2 separate regions of the Sus scrofa genome follow, and region 1 is linked to region 2. A link is a contact called in public HiChIP or PLAC-seq data. All regions are on one chromosome and are shown on one strand. The core of a region is the stretch at or near the end of the contact, and the rest is flanking DNA. Distances in the headings are between cores, read along the strand shown.

Region 1 (7,017 bases), core at 2,660-5,159, 450 kb after region 2:
TGTAGTAACTGTGGATCTTTATCAGATTCATTTCACAGAAGACATAAGACATCTATGTCTATCAGTGCCACTCTTTTTAAAAAATTTTATATTTCTATTGATTGATGGATTGATTGATTTTGCTTTTTAGGGTTGCACACGAAGCATATGGAGCTTCCCAGGCTAGGGGTCCATTCGGTGTGGTGTACAGCTGCCGGCCTACACCACAGCCACAGCAACGCGGGATCTGAGCTGCATCTTCGACCTACATCACAGCTCATGGCAATGTCAGATCCTTAACCCATTGAGTAAAGCCAGGGATTGAACCTGCAACCTCCTGGTTCCTAGTCAGATTCTTTTCTGCTGCACCACAATGGGAACCCCCATCAGTGCTGCTTTTTCTCTTCAGCTGATTGGTATCTCCCTGAGTATTTGCTTAAGTGTGTTGAATAATATCAAATGAAATGGAAGTTTATTAGTGTTTAGAATAATTAGGAATATTTACTTGGGAACTTCAGCAGTTTGAAATATTTGGGTTAAAACTATATAGACAAGGATGGTTGTTGAGAGGTTACATCTTCAACCAGTAGCTTTTTTTAGTCATTAGTTGCATAAATGGAGGTGTGTACATCACAGTTGGTACTAAAAACAGCAAAGGTGTTATGAGATTCAGAATGAGGTTAATTAGAATCAAAATCTGCTTTGGAACCTGGGGCTGTTTGCTAATTAAATGATGTACTGGAGACATAGTGGACTATAATTAGCTTCTTTCACCCCTGCTAACAGATAAAAGTAGCTTCTTCCAGGACATAGAATGCTGTGAACTTACCATAAATATATTGTGGGCATAAAAAGCCAGTCAGAATTGTCATGTGACTATGTTGTTTAAAGGGGAGTTAAAAATGAAGTATCTTTATTATTATTATCTTTTAATTAATTTTTTTTTTTTTTTTTTTTTTTTTTTTTTGCTTTTTAGGGCCACACTCTGGGCATATGAAGGTTCCCAGGCTAAGGGTCCAATCGAGCTACAGCTGCCAGCCTAGACCACAGCCGCAGCAACATGGAATCCGAGCTGCATCTGTGATCACCACAGCTCAGATTAGTAGCTGGAAGAGATTCTTAAAAATCACTTAAATTTCTTGGTTTTAAGTGACAACACTGATGGGGTAAAGACATTTAATCCCAGATCTCATCCAGTTCCTTGGCTTTGAATACCTCAAACACCATGTACAGATGGTTCGACTTTAAACATTTTCAGCTTTATGATGGTGTGAAAGTATTAGACATTTATTAGCAACTGTGCTTTGAATTTTGCCCTTTTTTTTTTTTTTTTTTTTTAGGGCCACACCTGTGGTATATGGAAGTTCCCAGGCTAGGGGTTGAATCGGAGCTCATGGCAACACCAGATCCTTAACCCACTGAGCGGGGCCAGGGATCAAACCCGCATCCTCATGGTTCCTATTTGGGTTTGTTAACCACTGATCCACGATGGGAACTCCTGTACTTCGAATTTTGAATGTTGATCTTTTACCGGCCTAGTAACCTGTGGTATTACCCCCTGGTGATTCTAGGCAGTGGCTGAGAGCTGCAGACCCCAGTCAGTCACTCTATCATGATCCACTTAAAGCAATTCTCTACCTATAAACCATTCTGCTTTTCACTTTCAGTATGGTGTTCAATAAATTACAGGAGGTATTCAACCCTTTTTATCAAATAGACTGTGTTAGATGATTTTGCTCAACTGTAGGCTAATGTGTAAGTTCTGAGCACTTTTTGCTTTTTTAGGGCCGTCCCAGTGGTATATGGAAGTTTCCATACTAGGGGTTGAATCGCAGCAGTTGCTGGCCTACGCCCACAACCACAGCAACACCAGATATGAGCTGTGTCTGCAACAACCTACACGCCAGCTCATGGCAACAGTGGATCCTTTAACCCATTGAGGGAGGAACCTGCATCCTCATGGATACTAGTTGGGTTCTTAACCTGCTGGGCCACAACTGGGACTCCAGTACTTATGTCTTTTATCTCTCCAACCTCTATTTCTCCTTTGAACCTCAGACTCATATTTATATTCCCATACTCAGCCATTATGTCCTAGAAAAGTAGCAGGCAGATACACTGATTTTCCTCTCCTTTCCCCACCAAATCTTCTGTGCCCAGGCCATTTTCATCTCCACAAAATTCACCATGATCCAAAATAGCTCTATTTAAAACCTGGGAGTCATTTTTATTCCTCCTGTACCCTGGCAGTTCACAGCATTTTATCAATATTTGGAGAGCTCTCTGGGGAAACCATCCCAAATCTGACCACTTCTCAGTGTCTCCACCGTTTAAGTCACTAGTGGTTTTCTTTTTCTTTTAGACCGAAACCCACACTCCTTACCTTCAGCCCCCACACAGGTGATTTACAGGGGCTCTGCTACCTAACCTTCATTGGTGTCTGCTCTGTCACATACAGGCTCAGGCCTTCTTTCCCCTTGGCATGGACTTCACTGCTGCCACAGGTGGGCAGGAAATCACAGAGGAACAGCAGAAGCCCATCTTGGAGTCCTAACTTGGTTTCTTTTCTTTTCTTTCTTTTTTTTGGTATTTTTAGGGCTGCATCCTTGGCATGTGGAGGTTCCCAGGCTAGGGGTCTAATTGGACCTGTAGCTGCCAGCCTACACTACAGCCAAAGCAACACAGCATCTGAGCCAAATCTGCAACCTACACCACAGCTCCCGGCCACGCCGGATCCTCAACCCACTGAGTGAGGCCAGGGATCAAACCCGCAACCTCATGGTTCCTAGTCAGATTCGTTCCTGCTGCACCACGAAGGGAACTCCTGGTTTCATTCTTTCAAAAATCAAATTTACTGAGGTAAAATTTATATACAGTAAAACACCAATTTGAAGTGTGCAGTTTAATAAATTTTGGCATGCATCCATGCAATGACTGCCACAGGAAAAATATGGAGATTTTCTTATCACCCTTAGATATAAGAACATGAACTACCCCAGAAGCATGTAAAGTAAATGAGAACCTCTCTCCAACACTTCTACAGCCTTTTGCTAAAACAACAACATTTTACTGCGCCTTCCACAAGGTGAGTCGGTCTCTCCCTTGGGACTGTACTTCAGAATCACCTGGAAAGATGGAAAAGTCCCAATATGCAGGAAGCACTCCAGACCAATCAAATCAGAATATTAGAGTGGAACACACGAATCCATATATACATACATACATTTTATATATATATATATATATGTATATATATATATATATATATTTTTTTTTTTTAAGTTCCCAAGTGAAGGCAATGTTGAGAACCATTATAATCTAATGTACCTGTTTTCTGCTTTTCATCCCCTTCACCAAGTTAACTCCAGGTTAACTCTAGTCTTCAAATCTCACCTCTAAACGGTCACTTCTTCAGGGAACTCTTTTTGCGAACTCCGTTCCTATCGCAGAATCTTTTTCCTGTTGTATTATACCTGCTTGTGTTTTCCTTAATGCCCGTATCTGCCACTAGATTGAAAGCTCACCAGGATCTAGAACATGCTCGACAGGTAACAATATATATAAATGAATGAATGTATAAATAAGTAACAGTGAATGAAGATGGAGATGTTTGTAGCATCACTTAGCTCATGTGAAGGGCGATGTCCCTACAGGGCCTGGGACAGCTCGCAGTGCTTATGGCGCTTCGGTGGCCCTTGCTTAAAAGACCTTGTCGAGGGCTTGCAAGGCTGAGGCACCGCCCCCCACCGCACCCACACGCCAGGTCTTTCGCGGCTGTGCAGGGAAAACGCAGACGAGCCAACCTTTTTCGGCGCGGCCAGCGCTGTGCGGCCTCCAGCCCAGCGGGGGCGCTGTGGAGCCAGAGCGGCTTCCGGGCTCCCGTTTCCTTCCTCTTGCCGCTGGCGCCAACACATCCTGTTTTCGTTGGCCGCGCTCCGGGGGCCGCTGCCACTGTGGCTGCTGCCGCTTGTTAGTGCTGCTCCTCGCCCGGCGAGTCGAGGGCAGCGCGGCCTCCTACGTTGTGCGGTACTTGTGCGCGTGGTCCCGAAGGGCGCCGCTTTCCCGCGGCCGGCGGCATGGGCCGGGAGTCTCGGTGAGGCGGCGCGGCGGGCGGGCGAGCGGCTTCCTTGGCGTGGGGGAAGAGGCGGGAGTTGCGGTGGCCTCGGGGCCCGGCCTATCCCGGTGCGGCCCCACGTGTGGCCAGCGGCTGGCCGGTGCCACCGGAGGAGCTGGGGGACCTCTGCCGACGTTGTCTCTGTAATTGGGCCGCCAGCGGGCCCGAGGTTCCCTTGCAGTGCTTTCGACCGGTTCGAGTCGCTGGAGCGGGAACACCCCTCCGGGACGTCAACCGCATCCCGCCGTTTCCGCGCTTACCCTGCTTGCCTCAGTCAGAAGCGATCCCAGTTGGATTCCTAACCGCCTCGCGTTTGCCATGTTTCTTTAGCCTCTATCGCTCTCTACGTCAGTTCTTTGTGCGCTTGTGGCATTTTTTCACGTCGAAAGCACAATGTGGTCAAACACTTAACATACCTACAGCACTTCATGACTGGGCTTTTACTGGGCTGCAATAAATGCTTGTTGCCTGGACATATATTTCGCAGATAGGTTTCAATTTAAGTACTTTTTTTTTTTTTTAATCCTTTTTAAACTCGAAACTAGGAGCTCTTACTAGAACGCATCTCTTTAGCTTGTTACCTGATTTGGGATCTTCAGGTTTTTAATCTTGAAAGTGCATATTTGCTTGATACCTAGAGGTGGTTGAAAGATCATTTATATCTAGGATAAAAATAATAGGTGAGTAAGGTAATAGTAGTTCACTGAGTGAGGTGTGATTAACATTCAGGGAAATGGACAAAGCTTTAACGGTGGAGCTGATGAAATTGAGCAAATATATACACTGTGTAACTGTCACCTGCATAAAGTGTTTCCTTAACTACAGAAAATTCTTTTGAAGGTCTTTTAAATCTCCGTGGAATCATTGGTGTTCCTCTGGCCATCTAGACCAGAAACCTGGAAGTGATATTTATTCGACTCCCTTTTTTCTCTCTTTCTGCCTGCATCCATTTAGATGATAGAACCTGTGGACATTTCTGCTCTCTTTGACTTAATTCACGCCCTAAATATTTCTTGCTCAGACTGCTACACATGTCTCAAATTGATTCTCTTCCTCTGATCTTGCTCTCCTAGTTGATTCCACACTGTGGCCAGAGCAGCGGCCTCTCAGATAAAAAAGATGATGTCATTCGCACGCTTTTCCTGTCCTTTGGCGCTTACTGCTTCAGAAATAATGTGAGACTTCAGTACAGCCTTCAAGGACCTTTGCAAGAATGTTCTTCCGTCTCTTCCACCTTCCCCACCTCTGCCTTGCATGCTAGGTTTCTTCAGCGAATAGTGAGAGGCTTAGAGATGGGAAAGAGCGGGGTGTTAGAGAAAAGCGAAGAGCCTAATTTGCCTACATTTGTGTTTCTGAAAGGGACGTGTGCCCAGAATGTGGATGGATGATAGATTTAGTTTAGAGGATATTCTATTTGGGAGCTTTTGAAAATTTTGAGTAAGAAGTTTGTGTGTGTGTGTGTGTGTGTGTCTGTGTGTATAATAGGATTAGAACTTTATAACCATTGCCCTAGGAGCAATGAATAAAACTGATGTAAGAGAAAAGGGAATAGAAGCAGGAAGACCAGGGGTTTTCTAAAATGTCCAGAAGATAGTACCTGTTGTGGCTTCTCGGAAACAACCCCAACTAGTTAGTCTCCATGAAGATGTGGGTTCGATCCCTGGCTCTGCTCTGTGTGTTAAGTAAGGATGTGGTGTTGCTGTGAGCTGTGGTGTAGTGTGTAGACGCGGCTCAGATCCCCAGTTGAGGTGGCTGTGGTGTAGGTTGGCAGCTGCCGCTCCAGTTCTACCCTTCCATATGCCACAGGCGTAGCCCTAAGAAGCAAAAATAAATAAAATAAAATGTCCTAAGAAGACAGGTCTGATATGATAGAGAGGCAGTGGGAACTCCTGAGGATGTGATAAAATGTGAAAAGAATTGCTGAGGTGAAATTGGTGACACTTGGTGTTTTATTGGTTGTGTAGAATGAGAGAAAAATATTGAATACCACTGATATTTTGAGCTTATTCATTGGCAATTGAGATGAATGATTTAGGGAGGGAAAGGTAATAAGTGTGAATTTCTACACATTGAATTTCAGGTTCTTGGGGCATAATCAGGTGGGCTCATTTTCTATCTCTTTTTTTTTTTTTTTTCCTTTTTTCTTTTTAGGGCCACACTTGTGGCATATGGAGGTTCCCAGGCTAGGGGTCGAATTAGAGCTGCAGCTGCTGTCCTACACCACAGCCACAGCAACATCAGATCTAAGCTGCATTTGCGACCTGCGCCACAGCTCGTGCCAATGCCGAATCCTTAACCCACTGAGTGAGGCCACGCATCGAACCTGCGCCCTCATGGATGCTTAGTCAGATTCGTTTCCACTGAGCCATGACAGTAACTCCTATCCATCTGATCTTAACCAGGTTTATTGATTTAAGTAGCTTTTGTGCACCGATGACTCTCGTGTTGCTGTCACGAACTCAGTCATATTTCAGCTGCCTACTGTGTGTCTCCACTTGGATGCCTAAAATCCTGATCCTCACCTTCCCCCCACCCCCCCCCAGCCTTCCCATCTTAGTAAGTGGCAACTTGCTCTTTCTACGACGTGTAGTCAGGTATGTAGGAGATACCAGTGACTTTCCCTTGCTGGTGCACTTACTATTTAATTAGTCATTAAAATATCCAGATTTTCGGAGTTCCTGTCGTGGCGCAGTGGTTAACGAATCCGACTAGGAACCATGAGGTTGCGGGTTCGGTCCCTGCCCTTGCTCAGTGGGTTAACGATCTGGCGTTGCCGTGAGCTGTGGTGTAGGTTGCAGACGCGGCTCGGATCCCGCGTTGCTGTGGCTCTGGCGTAGGCCGCTGGCTACAGCTCCGAATCAACCCCTAGCCTGGGAACCTCCATATGCCGCGGGAGCGGCCCAAGAAATAGCAACAACAACAAA
Region 2 (6,799 bases), core at 2,298-4,797:
TAAACATGCATACACACAAAAATATATTATCCACTTCATACAGGAATTTAACCTTGGCCAAGTATTTTGCAGGTCATCCAACTAGAAGGAAGAGGGCTGCTTTTTCCATACTCATGTAACAAATGTTAAAACTAAGTGAAGCCTTAATGATTGCATTTTATTTATAGCACCTGCACAGCAGTGGAAAACAGCATACCTACATAAGTAAAGAACTCCTCTGGAAAACAAAACAAAACAAAACACCTGGCTATCAAACAACATTCTCCACAAGTTTGGTAAGACCTGAAAACACAAGGCCAAAAATCATACCTAAATGAAACCACTGCTGATCCTAACAAAAGACTTGTAATACAGTTAATGTAAAAGCAAGTGGATACTACTTATTCTTCCAATCAGGAGATAGAAACATACCAGTCTAGATACACAGATGCACTAACCTCACTGACTACAGAACTGTGCCTACAGACAAAACTGCTTCACTCATCACAAATTTTTAAACAATCAACAAATTATGATCCCCAAAAATGACAAGGTATACTGCACACACAACAACCTTGGCTTTGATACAGACCTTAGTCACATCTTGTGGGGAAAAAACTTACATAGTTAATAACATAAAAACCCTATTCACCCTGGTCTATAAATATACTTTCTTATAATCAAAGAAATTATCAACTATTTCCAAATATCTACCTCCACCAAATATCTTTTCTTTAAAAAGAAAAATAATTACGCTAATTATTACACTAATGAAAAAAGGTTTTCCACTCAAGATTTTCAAAATATACAGGTTTTGCCAGTTGTGCTATTGGCCACACAAATATTAATAGTGAAAAGAGAACTTTTGTTTCACTAGAAAGACTTACTATACCTAAAAAACTGCCTTCAAGTTAATTTATTTTGGAAGGTTAATACAGTTCCCAAAGACGGAATACTTACAAATTAAAAACAGTATGAAGGCTATGTGACAACCTCCAAAAGGACCCATGTCTTGAAAATCTAGCATCAAAGATATATATATATATATATATATGCTCCAAGAATTAAAATCTTTATACAGTGGATGAGCAATGGGGATTTAAACATAAACTGATTAATCTCACTCCATCTTGATATTACAGAGACATAGCAAACAATATTTACCAAGGGGATCAAGCTTCAGTCCCCCCACCATAATTCCAATATCTTCTGCTGTCTCCAACACAGACCCTTTACTTCTGTGGTCTATCTACTACAGACTTCCAACCAGATTCAAGATCCTTAAAAATAAGCATGATTATTTTTCATTGCTTTTCACTCCTCTCATAAAAGTAAGCAATCTTGGATATCCAATAAGTGTTCAATATTTAAATACAGAGTACTATTTTAAAATGCAATTGTATAATCTCAAATGATTAGAAGGAACCCTGGAACATGTTTTAACTCTATAGACAAGAAAATGTGGACCAAGTGAAGTGATTGCCTCAAGGTCACAATTACTTGGTGGCAGAAAAAGGACCAGTGTCCAGGTCTAACTCACAGTCCAGTGGTCTTCCAACCACATCATTACTCTGTTGCAATGTTTGCTACACAAATAACTAGTCATCTAGCCAACTGCTGACTCAAAGTCTTTATATAGAGTTAAGTACTCAACTCTAAAAATCTTTAAAATCATCACTTACAGTATCCAAAAACTAAGACCTAACACTATACATTAAACAATTTTTAAAAGCCCACTTCCAAAACTTTAAACAAATGTCATTTTCATCTGATGTAAAAGAATTAAGGATCAAGAAGCAACAAAAGGCTCTACATTGCCAGTATTAAAATTCAGCTCCAAGAGATGATGTGCCACCTCATCAACTAGAAGTTTTGTTGAGGCTTGGGATAAACAAATCTGAATTAGACTTACTTAAATTGCAGTAATTCACAGAAGAGTTTCTGAAAAAGCCTGTTTTAGGAGCGTATATGTCAAATTTACGAATCTAATTTTCACATCAAACCACAAACGAGTCAGCGTAATTGCTTTCTAATAACTCTCTTCACTAATACAAAATGTTGATGATACTCCACCATTCTGTGGAACTAAAGATGCTGCAGAGTTATTTTTAAAAAGAGAAGTTGAAACATTCATGGTGGAGATCAGCATTTTCTCTACTTTAGAAAACTGAATTATAAGACTTAAACAGGCTACCTGTTTCCCCAACTCCTTGGGAAAAACAAATCAGAATTAGGTCATTTAAAATGGACTTCTAAAACAGACTACAACATTCCATTTTAAACGTTTGTGGGATTTAAACACTAAACACAATGACTGGAATACAGCAAAAGCTCGATCAACAGCTGTTAATATCATACTTACTACTTAAAGTCACAAATATACTAACAACTTTTCCAGCAGAGAGCAAGGATACAAAATCTGCTGGTCTTAACAGTTTATGCTGCTCATTTAAAAAACAAATGGCAAAATGCCAAGAACCTTAAGCTTAAAGAAGGGTTTCATACTATCCAATTTGAGTCAGCATATAAATCAGAGATTAAACTGACACTTGATTTCCAATCCCAAAGCTCCTATGTAGAATGACTCACCAAAATGTCTAATTCTTCCAACTATGAAAAATAAGTTATACTCCTCCCTATAACTACCACCATGACCTTCATTGAAACTTAGATTAAAAGCTCATTTAAAAATTCTCGAAAAAATGTACTAATAAGTCTCTGGAAAACACAGCTCGAGAGGTTTACCATAAACCACTCAAGACGATGCTAAATCTGCGTGACCTTTATTAGATAGGTCCCGGGATCCGGCCTACAAGCTTGCCTCTGGGGGACCCTCTGGACAGCTCTGGACCTAAGCATTCGGCCTGAGTACAAGTAAGAAACCTCCCACCAAACTCACAGAAGAGTCCCAGGCCCCATTCCCAGGCCGTAGAACCTAAGACCTCGTGCCCAGATATCAAAACCGTCCCTGACCCTTACTCGCAGGGTCTCCGCTCCCCCGCACCCTCCCCCAGCCACTTCGCTTCCAGCCAAGGCCGGGAAGCTCTGAAGCCCCGGAGTCGGGTGAACGGCGCCATTTTAGGCGGCGGTGGCAGCGACAACCAATCCCTGCGCGGGAGGCAGGGGGCGCCGGGTCGTCCGGGAGCCGCCGCCGGGCCGCGCCGGGGGCCGGTCTGGGAGGCTCGGGGGCCGGGGCCGCTGGCCTCCGCCATGTTGCACCCTCCCCGCGGCCGCTTCCTTCTCGGCGGGCTCGGCCCGCCCCGGCTCCCGAAGCCGGAGTGCAGCTCACCTTCTCGCAGAGGCTCTTGACCTGGGACTCGGACAGCTGCTTGCACTCATTCAGCTGCTCGATCCACTGGTCCAGCTCCTTAGTGAACACCTTCTCGTCCATGATGCCACCCGCCCGAACCGGCTGCCGCTCCGCGCTACTCCCGCGCCGCCGCCCGCACACGGGCCACACGCACACGCTGCCGTCGGCCCCCGGGGTACTTGTGTGGCTGCTGAAGGCTGCTCGGCAGTAGCGCTGCCCGGTTGACTCGCCCCTCGGTGTTCGGCTACCGGCCACTGACCTCCTCCGCTCGCTCTAGCCTTGGAGCTCGGCTCTGTAATGGCGGCCGCCGGCGTGGTGACGTCACGCCCGGCGTCAGGAGGTGGCGGGGTGAGGAGGGGTAGAAGCGCCGGGATACGAGCTGCGCAACTGCCGGGCCGGCTCTCATCTGCGGCCAGACCCGAGCGGGGGCGGGAACTAGGGGCCAGGGCGCAGGCGCGTAAAGTAGCCGGCTGGAAACAGGCACCTTCGCTTTTAGGGCGCGGTCCTGTAGAAGGGAGGGGCCGAGGGGGAAGGGAAGACCGAGTCCAAGCAGGGGCCTTGCTTATAGCTGGGAAGTGGGCTAATCTTAGAGCACTAAATCCTGCAGGGTGTAGTTGCGGACCAGGCGCAGGCGCAGCCGGGGTGCGAGGGTGGCTCCTTGTTGCCGGAGACTTTTTCCCTGAGGTGATACGCCTCGGCTCCTCACCTGGCGACTGCCAAAGCACGGAAACGAGAATTGGGCCCCGTGGCTCCTCCATTCTACAACAGCACTGGAATTGCTGCATCTTGGGAGCAGGAACAGGCGCCGAGTGGTAGCCAGGTTGGAGTAGCCACCCCTGCCTCCGGGTGCGGCCAGCACCTTGTAATTAGGTCAGTCGTAGGCGGAAGAGGGTGTACCTGCAGTACTGCGCAGTGCACCTGACTCCCCAACACACCTGTCCCCGGGCCTCGATGTCTCTTCTAGCGCCATGGCTGGGGCCTCCTAGCGCTCCTGGCTTCCACAGGCGCCGCTGCAGTCTTGCCATTGTGGCCTTCCCCCCTAGGTGGGCGCTTTCCTCCGACTCCGAGCCTCCAAGGGAAGAAGAAAACGCCCCCGACCCCACCCCCACCAACCGTCTGCCCACTCAGGCCTTCTTTCTAGAGGGAAGACCGCAAGGAGATGGACGCACCGGTCCTGATTGAGACCCGGTAGTGTTAGAAGCGGCTGTGATGTGCGCTTTAAAGAAAGCTCAGATACCCTAGGATCGGACCTCTGGCTATAAATCTCTTCGAGATTCGTGAAATGTATCCGCATTCCGTTGTCCTTGCATTCGCAGAAATATTTGGCTCCGTACACCGCCAGTTATGTTCAAGATTCATGCCCGAAGGACAGAAGGGTCATACAAACAGAGGTACCCTACCCTGACGGAGCTTGTGTACTTCCTGGGATGATCTGGGGATAGACAGGCAGAAGAGCCCTTCACAAAAGCAGGAAGATGAATGGCCAGTAACACAAGGGTAGTAAGCAGGGAAATGAAAACCACAGATTCCAGGTTTGACTCTCACCCATTTGGCAAAAACTGTCAACATCCAATGTTGGTGAGGATGTGGAGCAATGGGGTCTCTTATACACTGCTGTACTTTGGGACAACCACTTTGGAAAATCTGGCATTATCTAGTTAAGGTGTAGATGGGCACAACCCATGCCCAGCTCTTCTTCTCCTTGTTGTTTTCCCTAGAGAAAGTTTTGCACATGGACTTCAGGAGATAAGTATAAGGATGTTTCTAGCAGTGATGTTTGTTATACCAAAAATTGGAAACAAACCAGAAGTCCTTCAGCAACAGACTAAACAGTGATATATTTAACACATAGACATGTTGCTTGTGGTTTTTAGCCATGACAGTGTCCACAGAATCTCAGAGATGGAAGTTTTCCAAAGGACATTAAACCATGAAGTACAAGGCAAGAACTGAACCTGGTCCCTCTCTTTTAGACTCTACCCTCAATACCAGTCAACCCAAGCACTTGGCAATGTGCTGGAGAAGAGCACACACCCTCCAGCCCTGAGGGCATCATCTTGACCAAAAGGCTGAAGGTGGCCCTGGATGCAGAGATCAGCTACTGGCAGGACTGAAAGTTCTCCTTCATTCAAGATAAGCTGCTTTGGAGTTCCCATTGCAGCTCAGTGGTATTGAACCCGACTAGTATCCATGAGGATGCAGGTTCAATCCCTGGCTCTGCTCAGTGGGTTAAGGATCCAGCGTTGCTGTGAGCTGTGGTCAAGGTTGCAGATGTGGCTCAGATCTGGCATTGCGGTGGCTTTGGTGTAGGCTGGCAGCTGCAGCTCCCAGTCAGCCCTGAGCCTGGGAACTTCCATGTGCCACAGGTGCGACCCTAAAAAAGCAAACAAAACAAACAAATGAAGAACAAGACAAGCTGCCTGGCAAAGCAGACTGACTTGATCCGCCTGGGCTGAAAACTGCAGTTCTGCTTTCCCTTCATACCTGCCTGTGGTATGTCCAGAGGAAAGAACCTCATATCTACTCCCCACAAAACGTGTAACATATTTAATTTACCAGATTGGGAAAGAGTTCTTTTAATCCAATTTCTGACTATGTTTTGCAGTTAACATCCCCGAACACAGAGAAGTAAGAGTTAGGACCGTGTGGAATGAAGGAGGAAAAAAATCATCACTTGATGCCCATGATTATAAAGCCATGCCCAGTGTGCTGTCTTATTTACCATTTTTCCCTATACCTGTGTGAGAGGTGGTCCCATCTCATTTGGCAAGAAGCAGACAGGCCCTCAGAAAAGAGAAGGGACTTGCCCAAGGTAGTGGTCAGGATTTCAAACTTCATACTCCCAGGTTCAAGGTCTCAGCAACACTCACACAACTGATCTAAAGAGACTGAAATATGGAGCAAGGTGATTATTATTTCCCTTTGCCTGAGCTCTCTTATCTAAAAAGGTGCGAGTGGGAGTTTCCAGGTGGCTCAGTGGGTTAAGGATCTGGTGTTGACACTGCTGTGGCTCAGCCCACTGTTGTGGCGCAGGTTTGATCCCTGGCCCACAACTCACACATGCTGTGGGCATGGTCAAAAAATTAATTAATTTAAAAGGTGGAGGTGATATTCGTTTGGCAGGTTAAAAAAGTACTAACCACTCAGTATGTGCTAAGATTATAATGAGAGGGTTTTTCCAAAGTGCTATGAGCTCCTTCCTTGTTGGTAGCATTAATGTAGGTATTATTTATTTTCTCTTGCTGCAGATTCCTTGGCTTATGATCACCACAAAAGTGGAAGATATAATTACATATACTCAGAACATCCTGCCAAATAATTAGATGCTATGACTTAATTTCTTAAGGAATGAAATCTAGGAAGCTCTTATTAGCATTCAAGCACTGAAGTAAAGCATTTATGATTATAAACAATACAGAACTAAATCAGAATATCATTTCCTTTAGAAGAAATTTAGATTTTTTTTCTCTGTAGAGCTCAAAATAGTCAACGGATCTGAAAATTCAGTTT

What was found. HiChIP or PLAC-seq counts read pairs in DNA pulled down with a chosen protein or histone mark.
Region 1: an H3K27ac HiChIP or PLAC-seq map of alveolar macrophages shows a contact between it and region 2. The contact joins the promoter of DDX46 here to the promoter of PPP2CA in region 2. A contact is called at or near these places in 1 of 5 promoter capture datasets (fetal skeletal muscle) and 2 of 2 datasets of contacts at active chromatin or transcription factors (alveolar macrophages and skeletal muscle).

What each region holds. Positions count from the first base shown.
Region 1 is chr2:136,968,621-136,975,637 of Sscrofa11.1, forward strand. It overlaps DDX46 (DEAD-box helicase 46), which reads left to right and starts at 3,910. Exons shown (of 23, transcript NM_001246268.1): 1 at 3,910-4,072. The coding sequence starts at 4,056.
Region 2 is chr2:136,519,083-136,525,881 of Sscrofa11.1, forward strand. PPP2CA (protein phosphatase 2 catalytic subunit alpha) reads right to left here and starts at 3,548. Exons shown (of 7, transcript NM_214366.1): 1 at 3,269-3,548. The coding sequence starts at 3,370.